7 separate regions of the Mus musculus genome follow, and all the other regions are linked to region 2. A link is a contact called in public HiCAR-type and promoter capture Hi-C data. All regions are on one chromosome and are shown on one strand. The core of a region is the stretch at or near the end of the contact, and the rest is flanking DNA. Distances in the headings are between cores, read along the strand shown.

Region 1 (2,700 bases), core at 96-2,595, 2.7 Mb after region 2:
TTCTCAAGTGCTTTGTCTACGGGGTGTGCTTAGCCTCTTCTGCATCCTCTTGTCTTTGTGGGGACCCCCGGAGCTTTCTGGACGCTGCTCAGGTGCCCCCACCCCGGCGCAGTCCGGCGGCCGATGCGGCGCGTGTGCTTGGGGGCCCCAGGCAGGGACGATGGTGCCCGCCACACTCCCGGGGCCTTTGTCCCTCTTCCAAAGAGCCGCCCCCTTGGCGAACAGAAGAAGAAGGGGGTAACTGGCTAGGCCGAGCTAGAACAGGGGGATGAACACTCTGATCTGGGGGCGTCCTCTGGAGCAAGGTCGGTGGGCCGATCCAAAACTGTTTAATCAGCTACCGCCGGCCAAGGAGGGGTGCTGGATCCTCATCTGTGCTCATCTCTCCCACCAGGTCCATGAAATGTGTGGGGTCCTTTGGGGCTTCGAGCCCCAGTCCCCTAGGAAGAGGGGACGTTGCACTGGGTAGTCCTTACCCCTAGCCTGGCTGCTTTCCTCAGAGGCCCAAGTGCCCTCGCCTGGGATAGAAATTCTTCCGCTTCACCATAAGCAGCCGCCCCTAGATTGCCAGCCCACTATTTGTCCCCCAGCTTCAGATTCCCTCCCTGTGGTGCCCACCCTCTCGCGCCTTTTTCCAAGAGTGCGTGGCCACTGCGGGCTGCAAGCTGGGTTCCCCAGACCCTGCGGCAGGTGAGATTTCAGGTCTCCAAAGGCCGGCCCCTGCCTCAGGCCATGTAGTGCTTAGTTCAGGACCAGCACCCTGGCTGTCCTCGCACCCCACCAACCGCCAGGCCCCCTGGAACCTGCAGGCGACGTCCCTCACAGGGGTCACTAGCACAGGGCCAGATTCCCCTTTATTCCCAGACGCTTGTAGTCTGTCCTCACCCCGGACCATAGTCAGAGCCTTAGTTCGTGGATTCCCCCACCAGATAAAGGTCCCCAAACCACTGCCCTCGGTCGGTCCAATGCGGCTCCTCTCCCGCCGCACTGTGGCACCCCTCACTCGAACCCCACGGCTTCTGCAGATGTACCCCAAGGAGGAGGAGGAGGGGGAGAAGGGAGAACAGAAAAAGCACGAGCCAGGATCCGCTCCGGATCTTTCCAAAATCACGGCGGGAAAAGTTTCTGGGGTCCCTACGGCGCCCTCCCCGTGCCCGCGCTGGCTGGTACTCACCGACCCTCGCGTCCCCGCAGCGCCGACGCTCCTGCTGGCCCTGGGCCCAAGTCACATCTCTGCAGCGCGCCCGCGGCCCCCGCTCCGCGCACGCCCGCCAGCCGAGCCCGCCTCACTGCATCGCCCTTCCGAGCTGCGGCCGCGCGAGGCGCCCCCTGGCCCGGCCCGCGCTGCAGCAGCCGCGGCCCCGCCTCTCCGTTAGGCCCCGCCCCAGCAAGCCCCGCCCCTGCCGGGTCTGCAGCTCTGCTCACCACCAGGACCAGAGCCACAGCTTGCTCGCATCCCCAGGCGCCTTCCTGGCTTGCTCGGAGCGCTAAGACGGCTTTCTCACCCAAAACTCCTGGTGCCCCAAATTCGAGGACATCTCCTCCTCCCTATTAAGAGTCCAGACGCACAGTTGCTCAGATTGATCTGTAGAAACATCCTCAGCCACATAGGACGCAATATTCCTACGAGGATCCTAGAGGGGCACTCCCCTCACACACCGGCAGCAGGTCTTGGACAAGGTTCTACTGCATGCGTTCTAAAGTCACCAAAGCCTCGCTGTGATGCACTTAGGAAGGTCCCCGATGAGCACATTCCCTGCCCTCTTCCACCCTGCTCCAGCCCGTCCTTTCCTCTTTAAGCACACTGAACCCAGCACCGATATCTTTGGCTATCCCAAACGTGACCATCACCGAGGTGACCTCCTCACGATGGTCCGTGTACAAGATCACCACCATCTCTTACACATCATTCACATAGGCACACACCCGCCACTCTCTTGGGCACACATACCTAGAGAGACCAGATTCTGGCTGTGCGCTGCACTGACGCTCAGGGCACAGATACCTCCAGTGACCACAGGGCAGGCATCGGACATACATGCTGGAGGAGTCTGGGACATCGCTCACCTGGCTGTCTGAGGTCAGCATCATCTAGGCTAGGCTTAGGGAGACTGCGCTTCGGCATCCCCTGCAGCGAGCTGTCAGTCTCGGGTTGTTCCTTACCTTTTCTTAGTCCCTGAAAGTCCTTTTCTCTCTTTCTTCAAGTTAGTTTTCTCCAGGGTCAGGCCACATAGAGCTTGGCTATGCGTCTCTGTGAATACACACACACACACACACACACACACACACACACACACACACACACACATATGTATATTTTAAGGACACATGTAAGGGACGTGCTCCTATGACACAGCCCTTCCCCATGTTAGCGACATTGTCCCGGCGCCAGAAACAGGGCTTGGTACACAGTAGGCGTTTGTTAAATGTTTTGCAGGACAAGGTCTTCCCAAGCTAGTACTGGTCAGACCGAAGAACTGGAACGTGGATGTGCACTGTCCCCTGGTGGTAGTTTGTGGAATTGACACCGACAGCTTTTAAACGTTTGCCTTCCTGGTCTTCAGGACCTCAACTGTGTAACCCAGACTGTTTTAATATGTGACCACTGGTGTACACCTGGAATACATTGTAAAGTTCTCCGCACAGGCATCTGGCCTTTGAAAGTTCCGTTCAGTGTTGGGTGAGAAACACCTGGCTCCA
Region 2 (2,700 bases), core at 184-2,683:
GGATGTAATAGTTTAGGGGAGCTAAAAATCAAACCACCTATTTCTAGGAAACTATCATGTTGACTATTAGCCAGCACCCAGAACCACCTGAGAGGACTCAAGTGCGTTCTCCCCTCTGAAGATCCGCAGCGCAAGTGTCTCGACACAACACCTGGTTTGTTGTCCGCCTTACCTTTCTGTTCCTCTCAAGGTGCTTTCGGACAGCAACAGCTTTCTTAATCAAATGGTAGAGATCCTCGGGGAGGTCAGGGGCAAGGCCTTTGGACTTGAGGATTCTCAAGATTTTATTTCCAGTCACAAAACGGACCTGGGCCACCCCGTGTGAGTCCCTCAGGATTACACCTGAAAAGAGAAACACACTCAAGCACACACACATGCGATAAAACCCTAACAGCCAAACTCCAAATTTCCAGCTCACTCAGACATCCAAGGAAGGTCAACCCAACATGGAAAGTCCTTCTGGTGGAAACTGCGAATGTTGGAACACCATCATCACTGTGAGCTTGCCAGAATACATCTGACCAGAGGAAACAATGTGACTTCTACCTTTATATTTAGTATTAACTTAAAAGCAGCCCAACATTTATTTGTACCTATCTTTAAAACTGCATGTTATTGCTTTTAAACCTCAAATTACTTCAGATCAGCTGAGCCCATTTCACATGATTTTTTCTGCATATTTCTAGCGAACTTTTTATATCCTAAAGAGGATATTTTCCTCCGATGAGCAGTTATTCCCAGACTCAGAAGCCAAGCTACCAGAAACGAGTTATTTCCCATTTGTACAAAGTCAGAGCAGCTTAGAATCAATTCAGTTAGATGTGACTCAATCCCAGACAGCCCTTGCTCCGCTGTGGAAGCAGGAGGAACCTTTTTAACATACGGACTAGACACATTTGTTTCTCGAGAGCAGAAGGAAGAGATTACATCAACACTCACCTATCTGGGAGGGAGTCAGGCCTTTCTTGGCCAATTTGTAAATCTGTTCCTTCACGTCGTCAGACGTCAACTTCAGCCACTACAGATGGAAGAGAAATCGGCCTTAGGATGAGAGAGCACGGCGGCAACCTTCCACTTCGGGTCCCATCCTCCCGCGCACCGATCGCTTCCCACGCCGCCCTCCAACCCTCAGCCTCTACTCACCGTGGGGACGCTACGGCGGTAGGGCAGCGCCGACTGGGACAGGCCCTTCCTGAAAACAGAAGATAGGAAGTAAAGCGGCGGCCCGCGCCCCAAGCAGCCCCACTGTCCCTTCACCCGCAGCCCGCATCCTCCTCTCTCAGCCCCGCGCCCCAGCCCCGCAACCAAGGTCGGCGCCGCGGGCTCACCCGGGAGCGTGCATGCGACCCATGATGGCGGAGGTCTGGCAGCAAAGAGAGAACGAGGTAGGAAACGGCACAGGAAATCAAGCCGCACAGGAAGTGACGCCACTCACCGACGTTTGCTCTCGCGCGGGGGCGGGGCTACATAGTGTGGCCACCGGAGCCCGGGAGACTACGCGTCCCAGAAGGCATGGCGGCGAGGCGGTAAGTGTATGGCTGGGTTGCTACGCCTTGAACTCTTGTCTCTAGTCTTGCTCTTAGCCAGAGCAGCAAGTCTGTCTCTAACATCTCTTCGGAAGTCGCATCTGAGGGGACCTAGGGCGTGCTCGAGTCCTGGGCTGAAGGATTTGGATAAGCTGCGGGTTTCTCAGGGCTCCCTCTGCAGCCCCGAACTCGTGCGGTGTGGGATGATCGCAAAGCCTAGGTGCAGCCGGCGCTTCTCTCTAGATCGTTAATTCTAGGCTTCCGAGCCCCGCCCGGGTCTGTCCTCCTGTCTGCGCGCCTTTTCTACACAGGTCGGAGCGCAGAACCGCTCACCCCCGTCGGAGAAGAGTTGGGAACGAGGAAAGAAGCTTCGAGAAGATGAGGGGGAAAGGGACTACCCCGGGAGTTGGTCTTTTAAGGATGTCCTAGTCCGGTTCACCACAGAGCGTTCGAAGAATGGGTGAATATAACAATTTATTGTAAATGCAACAAAAAACAACAAAGACATGGACCCAAGAAACTCAGATCTACAAGACCCTGTTGACAAGTGAAGCGTGAGAGGTTTGAAACAGTACTGAAATACTGATCCAGTTTTCTTTTTTGTTGTGTTTGAGACCGGGTCCCTCAATGTAGTTTTGGTTGTTCAGGAACTCGCCTTGTAGACCAGGCTTGCTTCAAACACACGTTAAGTCTTTCTGCCTCTGTCTCTTAAAAAAATGCTGAAATGATGATGAAAGGTTTGAGCCATCATGCCCAGCTGCGTTCTTTTAACCCATTACTAGTTGAATTACGTTTTCCAAAACATTGGGAACTTGAACCAAATTTGTATTTATTTCCTGGCAAAGTTGTATTTGATTAATTAACCAGATTCACACTTTTAGCCCAGATATGTGATCCGAACATCAAGCTTGGCTTCAATTCGCAATCCCTAAGCAAGAATACTTCATTTCACTCTAACACATTTGTCCGAATACAAATTTAGGGTTCAATAGTCTTTCTCATTTCCACGAGTCACTCCAACACATCTCACCACAGAAACGTATCAAATACTTCATTGTTTCCACGGGTACCCCAATCCTATCCATCATCTCTCAGGCAGCTTAAGTGGTGTCCCATTATGTATACAATCCATTGTCTGCCTAGTGGTTAGTGGTCTCTTTGTAAATCCCTCTAA
Region 3 (2,700 bases), core at 160-2,659, 2.4 Mb after region 2:
CAGGAATGACCTCCTATACCCCTCAAGTCAACTCTTGGCATTCTTCCATCTAAAACAATCTAGCTATGTAAGCAGTTAAGGTGTGACGTCACTCCACATACTTCTTTCATGCTATTTTTTTGATCTACAATTAAACCCACAGATGCAAGGCCAACACGTATGAAGGCTGACTGTAGTGCACTGAAGTCCATAATCCACTGAAATGCTCTTGCCATACAAGCTGACATTAATCTGAAAACAGAAGGCTTCCAAGGGCAAAGGGCTATTAAAATTCTCCTGGGTGCCTTATGGAAAGGGGAAGCAAATATTGACAGAGGAGTCTGGCTGCCAGGGTTGACGACTATGATGAAGGTGTATTTGGAAAGAGGCCATAAAGATAATATCCAAGTAATACAGAGGACAGAAATACACCCTGTGATAAGGGTGATTAAGAATATCTTGCTAGTTGGTGGTGGTGGGTGTCTTTAGTCCCAGCACTTTAACCCCACCAGGCAGGTGGATCTGAGTTGAGGCCAGTCTGATAAGTTCAAGGAGTGGACTACAGAGAAACCCTGTCTCGAAAAAAAGAGAGAAATCCCATTTACTAACAAGAACCCATTTGACCTAGTTCATATCTTAATTCATCCATACACTAGAGTTTGTTCTGCTCCTCGAAGCCAGCACCACATATAAGCCTGTTGTGTTGTGTTGCTACCTTACCACTCCAACATAAACCTCACCTCAGGCCCTTTGCACTTGCCATCGGCATCCTGGAACACTTCCCACTGATTCCAACCTTGTAATTCTAGTTCACAGTTCACAAATATCTAGTTCATAGAAAACTACTGCTACATAATGCACTGCCCCACCCTAAAGTAGCCTCATATGTTATCTCTCCCAACCCAGATGAAAGCCCTGTCAAAGGAGTCGTGCCTGGCTGCCATCCCAGCGTCTGGCACATACCAAGTCTTACAATTACCCGCGGAATTCTAGAAATAGCTGAAGTGGGGAGGGATGCGGAGCCGGGAGGAGAAGAAGAGATGTCAGCGGCGGAGCAGGCCCGAGGCGTGCGCGGGGCTCACCTGCCGGATGGCCGCCAGCGTGTTCTCGGGCGCGTCGTGGCTGCCGCCGCGATGGGCGATGGCGGACACGCGGTCACGGGGCTTGAGCACCTGCAGGGCCCGGCGGGACGGCACCGGCTCGAAGCTGAAGAACCGCAGCAGGATGTAGAGGCTGCCGGTGAGCACGCAGGCGTTGAAGGGGCTGCGTGTCACCACCAGCAGCAGCACCAGCACGAAGGAGAAGGGGCCCAGGAGGCCGCCCTGGTCCTCCCACAGCCACATGCCGGCGCCTGCACCGGCACGGACCGGAGCCCCGGACCTGCCGGGCGACGCGTAGACGCCGAGGTACTGGCCACAGCCGGAACCCTCCGCTGGGAGCAGCGCTGCACAATGGCGCCGACGGACCCATCTCGAGAAAGAGCCCGCCCTCCAGCCAATCAGAGTCCCGGAGCTTCGGCGTTGGGGGGCCGGAACCGCTGTCATGGCAACAGGAGCAGGCCCTTGCCCCAGGCCTGGGTTCCAAGGGCGCTTCGGGTTATGTAAAGTGAGGACAAGACTTAGACCCTGTCCTTCAGACTTAGTGGAAGGAGGGTGACACGGTCAAAGTTTCTTAGTGACCTTGTATCTGACCTCGAGGAAACTAAAGGCTTTGACTTTAAAAGGAACAGGATGTTTAACCTGCTTATTCAAAATGTGCCAGTAGTGTTTCCAGAGTTCTTCTGGGTCAGAGACAGGGCCTGTAATGAGCCAGGCTTACCCTGGAGCTGTAATAAGTTACGCTCCATGAACCAAACAAAAAAAAAAGTAAAAAGCAGAGAAATGGACACACCGGGAAGAAATCTAGTAAAGCACACCCACAAGTCCGTTTTCAGGGTTCTGACGGGAGGTTTAGGTTTAAATAGAGGGCAAGAGGCATGCTTGGCTAAGAAGCCCCGCCCATCATTGACCACTTAGTTCCAGTCTGTTCAGAAAGGTCCGGGACCTTCAGAACCCTTTGAACTTACAGAAAAGATACATTTTTTTCCAGGCTGGACACAGGCTCTAAGCCCTTTCCTTCTCTCAAAATCAGACTCCTAAGGAAATTCCAATTTCCTGCGGTCCATGCCTCAAAATAATATCAAGAAGGGTGACTTACAAATGTCTCTTTGGAATATCTTCATTCTTGCAAGGGCTGTTTCCACCAGGACACATGTCTGCATTTAGTGAAAGTACCTTCCCCTTGCGGGAAGTAGTATTGAGCACGATAACAAGACAAGGAAAATTAAGGGACCGTGGGAAGGAAAAAGAGCTCTTACTAGAAGTGTGGTTAAAGCCTCTTGACTTTAAGCATCAAGAATTCCTGCATGGGTAGCCCACATTCCTTTTATATGGAGATGCTTCAAGTTAGAATGTTCAAATAGCAACAAATCTAAAGGTCTAATATATGGCTTTTCTCCTTTTCCATCTGCAAGCCTGCAATTTGCTAGGAATCTCGTTGACAGTAAAGATGCGTTCACCTCCTTGTGGGACCTTTGTGAATCATGGTTTTATCTTAAGGATTGTGGCTCTTCTCAGTGTGCCCAGAAAGCCACCTTAAATCTCATTTATTGGGCTGGAGAGCTGACTCAATGATTGGGAGTACTGGCTGCTCTTCCAGAGGAACTGAGTTCAATCCCCAGCC
Region 4 (2,700 bases), core at 78-2,577, 2.5 Mb after region 2:
GGTGGCATTTTTCTCAACTCCATAATATTGAACATGGTTTTCCAGTTTGACCAATAGGATGGTAGAGTCAACCCTTGAGGCAGAAGTGGAGGGTGACTGGGCAGCTGGATGAAACAGCTGCCTTGATATAACTCACTCAGCATGTGTACTGTAGGGCTGAGGCAAGGAAGTCACTCTCGCCAACAGAGACGACATAAACAGGACTTCAGGGATGATAATTAACAAGAAAACATAACTGGGCCTCAAGACATACTGACTTTTAGAGGACATAGGAAGGGGACTCACAAAGGAGAGAAAGATACAAGTCCCGACAGGCCAGTATCAAGTAAGACCATGATGATTCTACAGGATTAGGGCCAGTGATCACGAAAAATAACCCGGACAAAAAGGTCCCAGGCGTCAGCTTAACCCACTTCTTTGTTTTGCCACTCAGCCAACAGCAACATACTCTTTTCCATCCCTTTAACTGTACTTCACTCGCGAGAAGTGGAACCGAACCTACACTGCATCACCTGCAAACACAAGCTTTCTTCAAAAGCGCCTTGTTTTTGAGACAAAGTTTGACTACGTCGCTAGGGCTGATCTGCATCCCGCGTGCCGGGGTTATAGACGTGGGCCACTATGCCCAGTGTGAAGGCACTCTTAAATTCCCGCGGCAGCAGTGGATAGGGTTAGTGTGACCAATAAGCCTCACAGGCCTCGGAGACTGTAACTCACTAGGTCTCAAAGTCAACAAGGTGCAAAACACGGACTCGAGCCAGAGGAGCGTGTGCTGCCCTCACCAACCGCAGGCTGCTTGCTAGCCAGGATCATCCCCATGCCTACTCCAAGGCGGGACGGCTTGGAGAGAAACCGAGGGCTGCAGGCGAGTTGGGGGTGACTTATCTTTGTTTTCCTCTCCCCCAGCGTGCAGCACCTTCCTCGGGGCCCCGCACAAACCACCCGCACTCACCTGGTTCGCTAGCAGGCCAAGCGTCCCCGCGTGAGCAGCCGCGCAGCCGCGATCCGGAAGTCAGCTTCGACTTTCTGGCCCGCCCCCTCGAAATCCTTCTCCTTCCGGGTCGCGGCCTCCCGGTGCCCTGGGTTGCTGTAGAAACCGCGTCCATGGCGGCGCCGAGACTTGTATCCAGCCGCAGCGTGCTGCGTGAGGAGGCGAGCGGCTCCGCGGATTCGCCGATCACTACGCGCACGCCGGTGCCCGCAGTGTCGCCCGGGTCTCCCGAAGTGCTCGTGTCACCCCCGCAGGTCGTCGAGCCGCCGGGGAAGAGCCTATGGGATCAGATCTGCGAGGGTAGGCGCCCCGCCGCTGGTCGGGCCGGGCGGGACGCGGGCGGGACCCGCCGGGACGCGCGTTCCAAGCCTCTGTGCGCCAGGCGGGTGACGCGCGCGGGCGGAGGAGCCGAGCCTTAGGCCCACACGCGGAGAAAGAGGTTGGCGTATGTCTTGGATTCCGGTGCGACCTCAGGCAACAGGCTCGCAGAAGGAAACCCGGTCAGAGAGTTGCGTAGTGTGAAGCTTCAGGGTAGAGACCCGGACCGCCCGCAGATCGCCCGAGGAAGCAGGGAATGAATGAACTCTGTAGACAGGCTCCGGTGATACTCAGGAAGTATTTTGGTGTGGACAAATAGATTTTGATCTCCACTTGCCCCAAAGCCTTTCTGAAGCCCCACAAGCAGGCTAGATCACTTGTTCCTTTGTAGCCCACGAACCTTGGTCATGGGGTCTTGTAATAGTCGTACAGCGGGCATAACAATGGTACCTATGTCGTGGTGTTAGGAGGTAGAACCACGTAGTCACAGATCCTAGGTTACAGGAAGAGTGTTAGTTTTCCTTCATTCCAAAGCCTCCAGATCTCAAAGGCAAGAGACACAGATTCATTCATAATAAGTCCGCTGTCTATCCCTTCTCCCTTTTCTCTCGCCTTTTTGGACTACAGACTGGCTTCCAGCTGAGTATCCTCCTGCCTCAGCCTTCCAGCTACTGAAAGATTTTCATTCTTGTGGCATTGGCTGTCCAATACAACACTAATAGAACGTTCAATAATCTGTGCTGTTAAATGGGTTTGGGGTGTAATTTGGGACTGGCAGACTAGAAGAACCAAATTTCTTATTTTACTTAATTTTGATAAATTTAAATAGCAATATTTATGGAATAGTTCCAGGTCAGTAAATGTTTCGTGAATGGAAACAGTGAATTTGTCAGTGTATAGAGGGAAAAATGGTGACTTGGAAGAAGTGGTGAGTTCAGAGGAAGAAGAGAAGAGTCAGTCAGTCCTCCCAGACCACAGGGCTTGCATTACTCCTTCCCTGTAACCTTTGCTTTAGAGAAAAGGTTTCACCCTGATGTTCTTGTAAGTTCTACCCTTAGGGTCCTTACCCGAGGAACTATCTGCAGCAATATTCAGGTGTCTATATACTTACTGTCTTTCACCCAGAGGATTCACTTTTCCAAGCCAATAGATCTTCATAGTACAGTTTATTGTATAGTTTGATACTTTTCTTATTGCTGTGAAAAATATCTGACAAAAGCAACTCAGAGACTTATTTGGGCTCACAGTTTGAGGATATGGTACATCATCCCAGTGGGGGCTCCTGGCAGCCGGTCCCGTTTGCATCCACAACTAAGAAACAGAGATGGATTCTGGGGCTCAACTCACTTCCTTCCTTTTATTCAGTCCAGGACCACTAGCCCACAGCAGTG
Region 5 (2,700 bases), core at 1-2,500, 2.8 Mb before region 2:
CACATCAAGAAAAAACAGGTTCCCAGCTCATACATTGTAATGAGCATAGTTTTTTAGAAAAATGTTTTTTAGGCATGTAAAAATAGTGTAGTCAGGATCCCCACTACACTCAAGGCTGCACCTGATAACCATAACTCCGTACACCACTCACTCAAAGATAACAAGAGATAGTCCTAGAACTAACTCCACGATGCCCAGTGAACAGTATATAAGCAGAGACTAAGAGCAATGCTCTGCTCTGCACATCTGGAGAGATGCCACTTTGATCTGCCCTGTGGCTGGAGAATCTTTTCTAGGATCCTGCCCCTGGAATCAGAAATTTCTGTTTGAGACTGGACCTGACCTTCAGCCAAGATACATCGCATAGGTAAGCAGCCTCGGGAGATAGGCTTAGGACCGTAGTTAGGAATTCAGAGTGTTTATATTGTGTGAAGACCCAAAGCATAACTAAATAAAACTTGTTATACTAACTACGCGTATCTACCTTCTAGCTCGCGACACTCAGCAAGTTCCCGTGCACCCTAGCTCTCAGCACACGCCCCACCTTCCAACGCTGAAACTTCTCTCACTGTCCCTACATCTTGCACGGGATTGTCTTGAAGGAGGAAGGACTAGGTGGACAGTCTCTCGGGGAGGATGGACGCGGGCTCCAGTCCTCCCGATGGGCCCTTCAGAAGGTCCATACAGTGCTGGCTCCACATTCCGAAGGAACCAAGCTGGCAGTTATCAGGGAGGATCCTCACACTCAGTTAAGACCGAGGGTAGCCGGCCCCATCTGGGGAGCGCCAGGGTGCACGTTGGCAGTACTCAAGCACGCCGCGATGGCTGCGGGGCGGGCTCTCACGTCTGCCACTTGTCCCGCACCTTTTGCGTGGGCTGGGCTCCCGCGCCAGGGTAGTCGGGCGTGGCCCAGGGCGCGACCCTCCGGGAAGCGGGCGGCCGGGGGCGGCGCTGCTGAGCGGGGATGTGCGGCGCGCGCCCATTGGCTGCGCTTTCCCCGACCACACCGCCCAGCCGCCCACTTCCCGGCCTCTCTCCGCTCCCCCATTGGCCGTCCTGCCTGGGGGGTTTGGGGTGGGCGGCTGAAGAAGAGTGGAGGGTGAGCGGTTCTCCCGGGAAGAGTGTGAGCAAGAGCCAATCAGGAGCAGACGTGGAAAAGAGGCGCCACGCCAACCAGTCAGACCCCGAGGCGCGGTCGGGACCCGTGACGCCATAGCGCTCTCAGCCAATGGGCGCACCGCTGTCGGTCCGCTCTTCAGCAGCCGGTCGGGGGCGGTGAAAAGCGAGTGAGGAGAGCGCGACCACGGCGTAGCCATCGCTGAAGGGAGAGCGAGGCCCGAGCTTCCGCGTCGAGGTGAGCGGCACGGGCTCTGTCGCAGGCTCGGCCGCGGCCCCTCCGCACTTGGCCGCCGTTTTGCGGGAGTCCTAGGCCGGGCTGCGTTGAGGTGGGGCCTGCGAACCGCCCCGCCCCCGCCCCGCCACGGCCGCCTGGAGGCGGGGGCGCCTCCTCTGCTGGGACTGTCCCTGCGCGGCGTGGCCGGGCCGCCGCCCTCCCGACTGCCAGGGCCGCGGCGAGGGAGCTTAGAGGCCCCTGGCCTGCAACCCGGGGAGGCAGGGGTTCCGTCTGCGGGGGGAGGCCGCGCAGAGGCGGCCACGGTGGGGGCCCGAGTTAACGGAGGAGGGTGGCGGCCTGGGATTGAGAGGAAGAAAGTGATGGGAAAGGGGTGATGCTCTGGAGAGGGCGTCCAGTGAGGAGGCCCCTGCTCCAGAGTGGGATCGGCCTCTGGGAAGTAGGTATCAATGGCGTTGCGGAGAAATCAGCTGAGAGATGGAGAACTGGTTTGGGGTTTGAAGGTTAAGGTCTCTGGACCAATGGGGACAGGGCATGTGGAGTGTGAGAAGGTACACACAGAAACCGGAAGGTGTCCGAGGAGTGGATTTTAGATGAGGGGTGGATGGAGGCTGTCTGACTAGAAGGCGTTATTTGGTTTCTTGGAAAGTACACAAGGAACAGTCAAGGTGGATTTCTGTGTGCTTGCTCAAGGGTGGGGATCTTTTGTGAACAGTGGAGTGAGTTGGGAGTACAGAGTTGAGAGAGAGTATCTCAGGATGACAGCTCGGAACACTCAACGTAGCTACCTACTGAGGCTGATCATTAGCTCACCTTTATGCTGTCCCCTGGATGATCCATCTGATTGTTTAGCCACAGCTCACACAAACTTAGCTCTTAGAAGTAATGGGTATTAAGTATTCTTTGATTTTTTTTTTTTTTTTTTTTGGACTGGGAAATTGCTTAATTCTTAAAGAAAAGTGCTAAGGGCAACATTTAAAGAGTCTGGTTGGGGATGGATAATGGATGGGTAATATGACATGAGGATGGTGCAAGGTGTCTTACAAAAACAGAAGTGATACTGTGTGAATGTAGTTGTGCAGTTCTGAATGAGCAATCTTTTTAATGTAGTGGAATTTGTTTTATGCTTGTTGGGCAGTTGCTTTCACTTTTGAGACTAGTTTTGTAGTTAAATAAACAAAAAATATTTTCACTTAAGAAAGACATTAGTATATGTGTGTTGCTGTCAACTGCTTTCCTCTTTGAAGCTTTTATTTGTAGGGTACAGGTAGAATTAAATCCACATTTTCAGTGGATTTAAATGGGAGAGATAATTTCTGCTTAAAGATAGGACAAAAGGCCGGTGAAAA
Region 6 (2,700 bases), core at 9-2,508, 2.4 Mb after region 2:
GTTCTAGAAATCAAATCTGGGTTTTCTGGAAGAACAGCAAGTGCTTACCAGATAACGCATTTCTCCAGCCCAGATTTTACAGTTCTTTAGGGACACTGACAGAGATGCCACAAAACCATGGTCTTAGCATGTGGTAAGAAGAACCCTTTAGTTATCTATCCTTTCCAGAAATGTAGCCTGTTTTATGATAGTTCCCCATCATCTATTTTATACATAAGATGGGATGGGTTTGACGAATGTACGAAGGACAATTGGTCCCCTGCCTTTAGTGCCTCATAGTTGCTTCTTACCACCCAAACTGCTACCATTCTTTCAAAGGAACCACCAACAGCAGTGTCCCCTAGAATTGTACACACAACTATCCCAGAGCCACTGTTTTACAGTCCCCAGGCAAGTGGCATGCCCATTTACAGTAGATGCCCTGCTCTGTTATAGACCAGGGTCAGCGCTACAGAGAGAAAGGCTCTGAGAGCAAAGGCCAACCAAGAGCAGCCTGTCTTGCCTGCCTCACTAACTACAGCATCTGAGGTTTGCCCCGGAGACAGGGATTTTATAACCTCCTGTCACCTTAGCAGTTAGCTCAGTTTCACAGAGGAAGAAACTGGGACTCTGAAAATGTCAGTCCTAGTTAAAGTATATTCCGTTGCCTTTTCCAGAACGCATAAGAGGATGCTGCTCTTTCCATAAGGAAATGCACTTGGGAGTAGAACCAGGATGGTATGAATAGACAGTCTGCTAATTTCCCAGTCTTAATCCATTCTTATTTGAGTTAGAGTTTGACACTCACCAGCTTTGAGCATCAGTTTTCCAAAAACAAGTGATTAATGATAGATACTCCAGAAGTTTCTATTGAGAAGGGAGTGGGCAAAGTGCATTGAGTGCAGTCACCCTATCATAATTTATCCATGGGGGTGGGGTGGGGTGGGGCTTAAAACAGGAGCGCCAAAGTTCTGTGGTCAAGAACAGAACTTGCTTGCCCGTATTCGGACGTAGATTGTCAGTAGTGGGGGGAAAATGCCCAAAGTGTTCATCCTTACGAAGCATGAAGAGAACCCACACCAAACAGAATTCACTTCATAATCACTTGTGTCTGGCCCTCAGCAGGGATGGGTGTGTGCACTCCTTTTTGTCACTAGAGGGCGCAGGCGGGCCAAGCAGCCAGTGGCGTCTTACCCCTTACAAGACTGGGGGGCGGTGTGTGTGTGTGTGTGTGTGTGTGTGTGTGTGTGTGTGTGTGTGTGTGTGTGTGTGAATGGGATGGCTCAGAAGGTAATGGCATCGTGTGTGTGTGTGTGTGTGTGTGTGTGTGTGTGAATGGGATGGCTCAGAAGGTAATGGCATCTAGTGCCAAGCGAAGAAAGGACCAACACCTGTCCGTTATCCACTGACCTCCGTGCACATATTTACATAATACGAATGGGATTTAAGCAAGGCGTGGTGATGCAGGCCTTTAATCCCATCATTCGGAGGCAGACGTAAATGGATTTCTATTAACAAAATAAAAAGAAAAAATAAAATCAAGGCCGATGACGGAGCTTGGGTTTTGCCGGGCCATTGCCCGATACAACTGCGGAGGATCGGAATCCGGAGGAAGTTGCCCCTCACAATCATGGCGGATGACGGAGCCCGGGATCTTCAGAGCGGAAGCTGCCCTTCACAATCATGGCGTCTGGGGCGGGGCCGAGCTTCCCTGGATGTGAGAAAAGGGGCTGGACGCGGAAAACAGGCGATCATGTGACTGGGAAGATGGCTGTCTTTCCCTGGTAAGGAAAAACCCGCTAGTAGGCTTCGGGGAGGGCTCCTCTCAGTGGGGGTGGGCAGTCCTCCTTGTTGGGATCGGTGGCCTCCGTCCCCGCCCGGGCTGTCAGGACTACGGAAGAGCAGAACCGCTGTCAGTACTCTGCTCCTCTCCTCTGTTCCGCAGCTCCTTCACTCAGACGGACTCCATCCAAGGCTTCCGCCTCCTTGGGAGACGTTGGCACGCCTGGGAGTTCTGGGGAAGGGGATGAATTCGCCCGGAGTCTGCACCTGGGAGACCTGGTCGCTTGTTCCTTGAGCTCCTTAGACTTTCTCATCTGTAAAGTGGGACCATTCACCCTACTCTATGTAGGGTCCCCAGACACGCTTCTTTACCTCGTTGTTCAACGTAGTAGAACGTATTAGAGAGAGGACACGCCCAAAGGAGAGAGGGGGCAGTCAGTCAACTCCCCTGGCGGCTTGGGTAGACTGCAGAGAAGAGCCTTCAACTGGGTCTTGCAGGATGCATACGAGCTCACCAAGCAGGAAGGAATAGTGTGTACCCAAGTGACTGGCATACGGGCCTTTTTGTGCTTAGAAGTGAGGTGACCTTTAGGTTGTCACAGGTGATTTGTGTCGATAAAGAACCCACATAGGATAAGCGGATGATAATGTGGTTGGACGTTGGAGACCTTGCATCTCAGGGGCAAAATTTCTGCGTTTGAGCATGAAAGAAATTTGTAGCGCTAGGCCTTGAACATAACCAACATCAACCCTCTGGCTTTTTGGCCGGACACTTTAATTCACTCCACCCTGCAGACTCTTAAGTGACCACTTAAGGACACAGCACGTCAGCGTGGTGCCGTATCACACCGTGGGTTGGCTTCACCTGCTTGTGCTGGCTTAACCTTGGATGTTTTCGTTTTCCATACTGCTGAGACCCCAGCTCTGCTCGTGCCTATG
Region 7 (2,700 bases), core at 152-2,651, 2.3 Mb after region 2:
GCCAGCCTGGCCAGCATCAGGAGGCAGAGGCAGGACTCCAAGGCTGGCCCAAATTGCAGAGGGTTAGTCTCCAAAAAACAAAAACAAAACCAAACCAAAAAAAAAAAAAAAAAAAAAAACCAAAACAACTTTAAAAAGTAAAAAGAACTGGGGAATGTAGTTCTGAGGGAGAGCTCTTGTCCTGCTGTGTGAGGCTCTAAGACCTAGCCCGGGAATTTCAAAACAAACAAAACCTTGCAGATAACCAAGGGGGTTGGAGAGATGGCTCAGTTTATAGAGGTCCAGGGGTTGCTTAGAGTGGCCCTTCAACTCTCAGCAAAGACCCAAAGTGAGACCGAGCATGCTGGAACAAGAGGAAGAACCATGGGAGCCACCCAGAAAGATATTGGGCTTTCACAGTGCTGCATGGGACCCTGGGGTGGCTGGAAAAACGCTACAGGTGCCACGCCCCCAGCCCCTCACTGTGGGATTCCAGGCCCCTTGCTGTTACCAAAGGGCTGAAACAAGCTGACATCAGCAGAGCTGGAGCTGAGCAAGAAAGGGGAAAACCCTATCATAGAGCTTCGCCTGATTTTTTTTTCCCTGCTTCCAGAGCTTTGTCCCAGGACTGGGTCTTTCTTCTGGAGGCTGAAGAGCCCAATGCCCTCTCTCTGAGCTTTGCCTTCGTAGATCCAATCTCACTGAAACTCATACTGCAGATAACTTTTGTTAGTTCTGGCTCAAGACAGAAACAAAGTAAATACAAAGTACAAGGAAGCCTGCTCCAGGGGGTTGGCAGCTCTACTATATCTACTGGGCGGCGTCTTTACACATTTCTGTAAAATCTCAGGAAGCTGTATATTTGACTGTATATTTAACACAACTAAAAAGAAATTTTTCCTGTGCTAAGTAGGCTGCCATCGACTATTGCCTCGCTATAATCGGGGCTGTGCTGGGCATTTGTTAATATTTCACTGTTATTCTGTCAATCTGAGGCTCAGAGAGGGCAAGTCACTTGGCAAAATTCACACAGCAATAAAGACCAGAGACAGAATGGCTTCGAGTGGGTCTAAAGGGAATATCTAGGGGCCAGCCGCTGGGGCGGGCAGGTTGTCACAATCTCTTCACAGAATAAGATACCGTGGCGATCTAGAGGCTGGCCTGGGTCCGTGAATCGTCGCGTGGAAAGTGGGGACTGCCTCTCCAGCTCGGTAGGCAAGGCAAGGCGAGCCTCCTAGCCGGGCATATCCGCTGCCCACCGCTTTCCCCGCAGCGGTGCCCCGCGGAGGACCAGGACGGCCACCCTGCCGCCCCGCACGCCTGGTCCCGCCGCGACCTACCTGGGTGTACGGCCCGCTGCCGGCTGGACCCGTGGCCCGGGTCGCCCGCGCTGCCCTCGCTCATCACGGCTCGGCGAGGACCCTCCAGCCGCCTGCCGGCGGCCCTGCCTTGTCGGGTTCCAGATGACGTCACAGAGGCGGGCGGGGCCGTTCCCACGGGCGCGGGGTGGGGACCGGCTACCTCCAGGAGCCTCTCAGTCTTCTTTCTCAGTCTCCTTCTCCCCTCCCCTTGGTCCCTCCCTCCCCTTTCCTACTCTCTCGGTGCGCCCTCCCCTTCTTCTTCCCCCCTCCCCTCCCCTTTCTCTTTCTCTCCCTCCCTCTCTTCTGGTACTCTGAGACCCAGGTTGGCCTTGAGCTCCTAATCTCCTGCCTCCACCTCCCAAGTGCTTGGATTACAAGTCCCACTATTGTAAATTGTCACTTGGTAGCAAGTGTGGAACAGAAAGTGTGGAACGTTGCCCTTTGGGTTCGTGTGTGTGTGTGTGTATGTGTGTGACACATGCATAACTAAGACAGTCAATGTGTACCTTACACGCTATATATCAATGTATGTGTGTGTAGATGGCTGTCTAGAGGGTGCAGTCAACTTGCATGGTTACCGGAGGGAAGGGCAGGTGGGGGATTTGCTACATATGTTCTTCCTAGAAATGTTCTCATTCACCAACACCCCATACATATATATACATGTACAGCTAAAACGTAAAATTAAAGTAATGAATGGGGCCAGTAAGATGAATCAGCAGGTAAAGGTGTTTGCCACCAAGCCTGGCAGCCTGAGTTCTAGCCTCAGAATCCATAGGGTAGAAGGAGAAGATGGGCTCTCACAGATGTCCCCTGCATGCATACAGGCACAAAAGAAATACGAATAAATGAAATTTGGAAAATATTCTTTTAAAGAAGAAAGTGGGATTTTAGAGATGCTTCGTTGGTTAAGAGCGTTTCCTGCTCTTCCAGAGGATTGGGGTTCAATCCCCAACACCCACAACCACCCTGAACGCCAACTCCAGGGAACTCTCTTCCAACCTCCACAGGCACCTGACACACCGTACATGCTCATGCAAACACACATACACATAAATAAAAAGTTAAAAAGAAGAACTTGGGAGACAGATGGATCTGTAAATGTGAGCCAGCCTGATCTACATAGCAAGTTCCAGGCCAGCCACGGCGACATAGTGATACCCTGTCTGGAAGGAGGAGAAGGAACAAGGAGGAATTGGGACTTGATGGATGGAGTGGCTGTCCCACCTTCTCAGGAGGCTGAAGCGGGAAGATTGAGCCCAAGAACTCAAGGCCAGCCTGGACAACACAGGAACCTCCACAAAAAAAGAAAGTGGATCAGAGGAGGACCAGGGACGAGCAGGTGGCAACAGGGCAGAGC

Evidence for each region. Promoter capture Hi-C pulls out the DNA fragments that hold promoters and counts their contacts. HiCAR-type assays count read pairs that join an accessible place to other places. Capture Hi-C pulls out chosen DNA fragments and counts their contacts.
Region 1: a HiCAR-type map of astrocytes shows a contact between it and region 2, with 3 times the contacts expected there. The contact joins the promoter of Gprc5b here to the promoter of Rps13 in region 2. A contact is called at or near these places in 1 of 115 datasets of contacts at active chromatin or transcription factors (astrocytes) and 2 of 9 other capture datasets (adipose tissue and liver).
Region 3: a contact with region 2 is called in a promoter capture Hi-C map of pre-B cells, with 6 times the contacts expected there. The contact joins the promoter of Gde1 here to the promoter of Rps13 in region 2. A contact is called at or near these places in 5 of 39 promoter capture datasets (hippocampal neurons, liver, neutrophils and 1 more), 3 of 484 Hi-C or Micro-C datasets (B cells, CD4 T cells and uterus) and 2 of 9 other capture datasets (adipose tissue and liver).
Region 4: a promoter capture Hi-C map of pre-B cells shows a contact between it and region 2, with 5 times the contacts expected there. The contact joins the promoter of Knop1 here to the promoter of Rps13 in region 2. A contact is called at or near these places in 4 of 39 promoter capture datasets (the 3T3-L1 cell line, liver, neutrophils and 1 more) and 1 of 9 other capture datasets (adipose tissue).
Region 5: a promoter capture Hi-C map of liver shows a contact between it and region 2, with 3 times the contacts expected there. The contact joins the promoter of Far1 here to the promoter of Rps13 in region 2. A contact is called at or near these places in 1 of 115 datasets of contacts at active chromatin or transcription factors (thymic regulatory T cells) and 1 of 9 other capture datasets (liver).
Region 6: a promoter capture Hi-C map of liver shows a contact between it and region 2, with 3 times the contacts expected there. The contact joins the promoter of Vps35l here to the promoter of Rps13 in region 2. A contact is called at or near these places in 4 of 39 promoter capture datasets (hippocampal neurons, liver, neutrophils and 1 more), 1 of 115 datasets of contacts at active chromatin or transcription factors (astrocytes) and 2 of 9 other capture datasets (adipose tissue and liver).
Region 7: a contact with region 2 is called in a HiCAR-type map of astrocytes, with 4 times the contacts expected there. The contact joins the promoter of Tmc7 here to the promoter of Rps13 in region 2. A contact is called at or near these places in 1 of 39 promoter capture datasets (hippocampal neurons) and 1 of 115 datasets of contacts at active chromatin or transcription factors (astrocytes).

The regions. Positions count from the first base shown.
Region 1 is chr7:118,993,866-118,996,565 of GRCm38.p6, forward strand. It overlaps Gprc5b (G protein-coupled receptor, family C, group 5, member B), which reads right to left and starts at 1,346. Exons shown (of 4, transcript NM_022420.2): 1 at 1,175-1,346.
Region 2 is chr7:116,332,757-116,335,456 of GRCm38.p6, forward strand. Rps13 (ribosomal protein S13) reads right to left here and starts at 1,434. Exons shown (of 6, transcript NM_026533.3): 1 at 1,329-1,434; 2 at 1,144-1,192; 3 at 940-1,018; 4 at 173-342. The coding sequence starts at 1,351. It overlaps Snord14a (small nucleolar RNA, C/D box 14A), which reads right to left and starts at 501; the gene lies at 415-501. It overlaps Gm10589 (a long non-coding RNA gene), which reads left to right and starts at 1,413. Exons shown (of 2, transcript XR_869889.2): 1 at 1,413-1,526.
Region 3 is chr7:118,704,329-118,707,028 of GRCm38.p6, forward strand. It overlaps Gde1 (glycerophosphodiester phosphodiesterase 1), which reads right to left and starts at 1,410. Exons shown (of 6, transcript NM_019580.4): 1 at 1,062-1,410. The coding sequence starts at 1,322.
Region 4 is chr7:118,854,671-118,857,370 of GRCm38.p6, forward strand. It overlaps Knop1 (lysine rich nucleolar protein 1), which reads right to left and starts at 1,328. Exons shown (of 5, transcript NM_023197.3): 1 at 953-1,328. The coding sequence starts at 1,106. It overlaps Iqck (IQ motif containing K), which reads left to right and starts at 1,082. Exons shown (of 9, transcript NM_001374605.1): 1 at 1,082-1,291. The coding sequence starts at 1,105.
Region 5 is chr7:113,512,584-113,515,283 of GRCm38.p6, forward strand. Far1 (fatty acyl CoA reductase 1) reads left to right here and starts at 1,251. Exons shown (of 13, transcript NM_027379.4): 1 at 1,251-1,354.
Region 6 is chr7:118,739,013-118,741,712 of GRCm38.p6, forward strand. Vps35l (VPS35 endosomal protein sorting factor like) reads left to right here and starts at 1,259. Exons shown (of 31, transcript NM_027815.4): 1 at 1,259-1,763. The coding sequence starts at 1,663.
Region 7 is chr7:118,583,285-118,585,984 of GRCm38.p6, forward strand. Tmc7 (transmembrane channel-like gene family 7) reads right to left here and starts at 1,402. Exons shown (of 16, transcript NM_172476.4): 1 at 1,320-1,402. The coding sequence starts at 1,383.